2 separate regions of the Zea mays genome follow, and region 1 is linked to region 2. Evidence: chromatin contacts called from public Hi-C data. All regions are on one chromosome and are shown on one strand. The core of a region is the stretch at or near the end of the contact, and the rest is flanking DNA. Distances in the headings are between cores, read along the strand shown. Region 1 has its middle 63 kb from the start of LOC100501575. Region 2 holds the start of LOC100382314 (3-ketoacyl-CoA synthase).

Region 1 (2,736 bases), core at 64-2,563, 78 kb before region 2:
ATAACATATGTGGGCCCTTTATACGCCTTGGCAGACGTTACCCGAGCATATTGCCGAGGAGGCATGCAAGCCGTCGGACATAAGATATTTTTGAGAGCTACTGTCGAAGATAGCGTTATCTCCGACGCTTTAAACCCGACGTACTTCTGCCGTCGTAGATTATGTTTATGCTGTACAAAATAATCTATATCCGACGGCATAGATCAAGCCATCGTAAGTTTTCTGTTTTTCTGGTGTTGTGCACGTAGGCTGTTTATACATCTACACTAGTACACATTTTATCACGATGCCTTGCCTACGAGCTTCTTCTTTTGAAGTCCTGGTTGTTTTTTTCCCCTCAAATATAAAGGAATTCAGAGGAACACATTTTATCTCGATGCCTTATCAGGGGGGGGGGGGGGGGGGGGGGGGGGCATCATGGCAAGTGTGTACTGGCCGGGATCCTTGCGGGCGCAGCTGCAACAAGCTACGGTTTTAGGTCGTTGGTTGTGCTCAAGGCGATGCAGTTTTCTTCTTCTTCTTTGAAAAGGAGCGATCGAGGTGAGCACGGACACAGGTCAAAAACGCTGGCTCGTCTCGGGCTGATTCAGGCCACCGGTCAATGCATTGAGATTTTTTTTTCTTAGAAGAGTTTGTTAGTTAGGCGCATGCATGCATGATGTGGTTATAGTATGAGCTTGAAGGACAGGAGGGTTAGGAGTATGGTAGTAGGTGTGTACTAGTGAAATGGGCCTTGATTTCAGTGCTCCCTGCCTGTGACCTATAGTGACCTCAGTGCTGCTGTGGAAAGGCAAACAGTACTCCACATGTCGAGGAATTTGAGTCGCTCGGCTGTTTGTCAGCTGTAGGGCTGATTTGGTGATTAGTGATCCTAGGGATCCATGGGGGAGGAATTTTCTTGCAATTCAATTTTGAATAGCAAGAGGATTTCTTCCCCTCGGGATCCCCGGTCACCAAATCAACCCGTAGAGGTTGGAGTTTGGAACTGTGGACTGAATTTGAACAACGTACGTACAGCTGTTCTGAGCCATATCGGGATTATTCTAGAAGCCAGCTAGGCAGATCTGGCACAGTACGTGAGCCATGCAGAGCTGACGACGATCAACAACTATTCGGTGCTATTGGTTATTCAGATATGAATAGGAAGGCTGGCCATGGACAGCAGGCTCAGCGGTATGCTTCACCAACCGGGAGTTTAAACAGCTTAACGAGCCTGTCTCCGCGCTATCTATCTCTCCCCACAGCTCTACACCCACCCACCCCTTCCCAACACGAGGGACCGCTACTAGCTAGTTGCACTGGCATTCTCGTCTGCAGGCAACGGGACATGGAAGGTCTGATCTGCTGCCCCGTCAGTCGTCCCCTCTTCTTCCCAGCTGCTAGCTCCAGGCTTTCCACAAACTTTCTTCTGCTTGCTTTTTGTCTGGCGCGCGCACTGGTGCCTATATATATATGTGCCATCGCATGTGTAGAAAAAACGCAGGTCTGGTATCCGTCGTCCGACCTTTTTTCCTGGACACTCTAGCACAACAAGTGATACGAGACCGGTGACGTACGGGACGCGCCAAATAAAAAAAACTTGTGAAGGGTTGGCGCAGTTTCCTCGTTTCAACGAAGAAAAGGTGGAGGACAGGACAGAAACGGCCACCTCGTGCTTGTGTTCCGGTCTCCCGTTACCCAAGTCCGCCGGCGGAGATCAATTCAATTCAGCTCGACGAATAACCACCAGATGGACGACGCGGTACGGTGGCGAATACACTGTGCCGAACGGGACGTACTGCATGCACGAGCGCAACGGCGTTCACGTCATTACCGGGTCACGTTCACGTCATTACTGGGTCAGGGGTGGATGGAGATGAAGATGGTCGATGTGGCAACGATGACTTCCTGTGATTGATTGAGCACTGGAAAGCAAGCCGCCGATTATATGGATGGGGGCATGGGGCCACCACCAATTCGCACGCCGAGCTGAGGGTTTCCGGTTGCCAAGAGCCGGAGGGGATTGGGAAGTTGCAAGAGAGATGATGTGGTCGGAATAATCGGATAGGCGATCGGTTGATTAATTGGTTGGTTGGCGATGATCATCGAGAGCGTCGATCTGGGAGGACTGCTCTTGGTTTTGCAGTCGCAGGCTCTCTCACGCTTCATGCTAAATGCCAGGTTCTAGTTGCACTGCGTACGTGTAAAGTTGAAGGTTCAAAGTTGAAAACGATGCAAATTAACAAAGAGACTATGACTAACTAACTGCCCTAGCTCCCAACGATCTGGAGAGGTGTGCGTGTGCGCAGTTATTTCTATGCGAGATTTAAACGACGACCTCTGGGCTCCCTTCTCCTTGTCCCCATGAATCATGTTTCTTAGATCGTGCTCGGTCGAGCTACCCATACATGTACGCATCACGCATTGGCAGTCCAGATGCAACTGTTTTGGTATCTTGTGGGGCTGCACGTCGGTGAGGTCTCACACCAATATATGCAGAAATGGCGGACGGCATGCGCGCGCGCGCCGAACACTGTGCAGTTTGACCCATCAGGAAACCTGTCCGTTAAGCGCATCACGCATTGGTATCTTTGTCCACCGTCCGGCTCTAGGCACACTATTGCACTCGGCAAGCGCGCGTTAGAAGCCGATGACAGCTGACCACCGTTAACTATGTCGAGTATCCAACACTAGTTCAAAAGAGCTTTAAACCCGTGGTGGAGTCTAATTATATTTTTACATGCAGTTTCGGTCTCA
Region 2 (2,700 bases), core at 7-2,506:
TCCACGTCCTCGTCCGACAGGCCCAGGCTGCGCTGCAGCTCGTCGATCACCGCGCGGCCCCCCGCGTGGATGCAGAAGTGCTCGAACGCCGTGCGGAAGTCCGGGAGGTACGGCTTCACGCGCCGGTTCAGCACGCGCCGCGCGATGAAGGACAGCGCGAACAGGAGCTGCTCCGAGGCCGGCAGCACCAGCGGCCCGATGGCGGTGATGTTGGCCTTGAGCGCGTCGCCCGCGATGGTCATCAGGTCCTTGGACAGGTTGATCCCGCGGTGGCCCTCGCCGTCCTCCTCCTGGAACACGCACCGGTACGCGCTGTCCTGGGCGCCCGTCAGCGTGCGCACCACGCGGGCCAGGCGGAACCGGGCCCTGGACCGGGACGTGGACAGCAGCACGGCGGCGCCGCCGATGCGGAAGAGGCAGTTGGGCAGGAGCATGGCGCGCTCCTTGCCCACGTAGTAGTTTGGGGTGATGGTCTCCGTCGACACCACCAGCGCGTGCGCGCCCCGGCCCGCCACCTGCAGCAGGTTGCGCGCCAGCCCCACGGAGATGAGCCCGGCGCTGCACCCCATCCCGGACAGGTGCACATTGCGGACGTCCGGCCGCATCCCGTACCTGTTGATCACCATGTCCGTGAAGGACGGGACGGGCGCGAAGAGGCTGCAGTTCACCACCAGGATGTCGATGGCGCTGGGGCTGATGCCCGTCTTCGCGAGCAGGTCGTCGATGGCCGAGAAGATGACGAGCTCCACCTCCGCGCGCGAGGCCTCCATGTTCCGGTACGGCGGGATGTAGTGGTGGGCCGGGGGCAGGCAGGTCTCCTCGCCGAGGCCGGACCGCTCCAGCAGCCGCGTCATGAACCGGACGCTGCGCTCGTCGATGGAGGCCCCCTCCACGAACGTCACCAGCTTCGCGTGCTCCAGGAAGGTGGCGAAGGGGACGCGGCAGTTGGGCCGCGTGCGGAAGCAGGCGTAGTCCACCAGGTACACGGCCCGGGGCCGCAGCAGGACGTACAGTATCGCCGTGGCGGCCGCGACAAACACGGCGAGAAATACGTGCACCGCCCGGAGCGCCTGCAGCCTGCCGAGCAGCTCGTCCGGCCCGACGCGCGCCGCATTGACGACGGCCGCCACGGCCAGCGGCGCAGCGAGCACGGCGACGAAGTTGTTCACCACGAGCTGGTACAGCTGCTTCGGCTGAAGCGCCGCCGACGAACCCATGCTGTCTGCTGCGCGAGCGAGACGAGTGGCACTGTGGAGTGTGTGCGTGAGAGTGAGAGTGATCTTGGGAGCGGGAGGGTAGGATTTTAAAGCCGGTGGGATCAGCGAGGGAATTATCGACGCATGTTGGTGGGCCACGGAGGTCTTTATTCGCCCAGGCTAGCGAGCTGCTGCATTGGCATCGTTCACCGATAAATCTGATGAAATGATGCCGCTAATTAAAGTCCTTGCTTGTACGCACTGATGAACTCTCATCTCATCACCCCGAGGGCAGCAAAGCCATAAACGAAAATTTGAAATTATCCTACACAATTGGAACGTACATGTGTACTAGCAAATCTTAACCTTTTTTTGTGTTTTGTGGCAATTTATTTTTGTACTACAGTATAGTACTGTTGGCACCGATTTAAACGCCAATCACTAGAGATGAACGAACACTAATTTGGACGCCAATCATTAGAGATGAACCGTCTTACGGCGCTCTCTACGGGAGCGCGGACGGTCCACGACCTCGCTACAGGAGTGGCTTCTCCATGTGCGTTTGCTGGTGGTCCGTGCTATGGACCGAACTGTTCACACGTGCGTAGAGGGTCTTCTTCTCCGCGAATAACCTAAATCGTGCCTCCCCGGAGTGACCCCTGTCGAGGAGGAGAGTTCCAGGGATTGTCTTGGGGTCGGCAGACCACCCAATACGCCTCTGGTCAACGTAGAGCCGAACAGTGGTGAAGACTGAAGAAATAGGTCGAGAAAGGCTAAAATAGGGCTAGACAAAGGCTAGATTACTCCTACTCCTAAGTAATAGAAAGAACAATGCAAATAAGGTAAATATGATAAATTGGTTTGATTAGATTGATTGCAGGTTCAATTGACCGTAATCCTTTATCTATATAAGGAGAAGAGAATATGCACACCAAATCACGAATTGAGAGGACAGATATACAAATGTAAACCACGTCGATTCTAGAGGACGCACTTGTGCGTAGAGGTGAAAACGACCAGTAAACACTAAAATTATTTTTGTTTTCATATTTTTTTCTCGGAAACGAGATCGAAAGCGGTAACTTCAGAAACGAAAACTATATCGGTAATTCAGAAATATTGGAAACGAAAGTTCAGTATGAAAATTGTATCAGTTACGATGGAAATCTAAAATACGATCGGTAAAAGTTGTAACATGTGCCCTCAACTGACTTAAAAAATTCACGCAAGTCATACATTTATAAAAAAATAGTAATAATATTATGGTAGGAGGTCACAATAAATATATAAGGTAAGAAGTCATACAATAATAAAATCATAATTATGTATTTAAATAAAGTAGAATCTATAATGATACGACACTTACATTCTAATTGCACTCCTACTATTTGGCATAGTAATATAATTAGTATCCTCTTAGGGTGTGTTTGGTTTGACTTTTGGCTTTGGCTTTTGCCCTCCTAAAAACCAAAAGCCAACCAAAGGGCTGGATCCAGGAATCAGC

Evidence for each region. Hi-C and Micro-C count contacts between places; a contact is called where the count stands out from the background.
Region 1: a Hi-C map of ear shows a contact between it and region 2, with 2.2 times the contacts expected there. The contact joins the enhancer-like site here to the promoter of LOC100382314 in region 2. A contact is called at or near these places in 6 of 25 Hi-C or Micro-C datasets (ear, leaf, root tip and 1 more).

The regions. Positions count from the first base shown.
Region 1 is chr6:128,446,443-128,449,178 of Zm-B73-REFERENCE-NAM-5.0, reverse strand. No RefSeq gene overlaps it. Among protein-coding and RNA genes, the nearest start is that of LOC100501575, 63 kb to the left of the region's middle. Within about 2 kb of position 1,313, at least 15 of the 20 cell types and tissues checked have an H3K27ac peak or open chromatin away from gene starts, as enhancers often do. A contact at or near this core is called in ear and leaf, where this site is marked.
Region 2 is chr6:128,368,043-128,370,742 of Zm-B73-REFERENCE-NAM-5.0, reverse strand. LOC100382314 (3-ketoacyl-CoA synthase) reads right to left here and starts at 1,256. Exons shown (of 1, transcript NM_001175063.2): 1 at 1-1,256. The coding sequence starts at 1,217.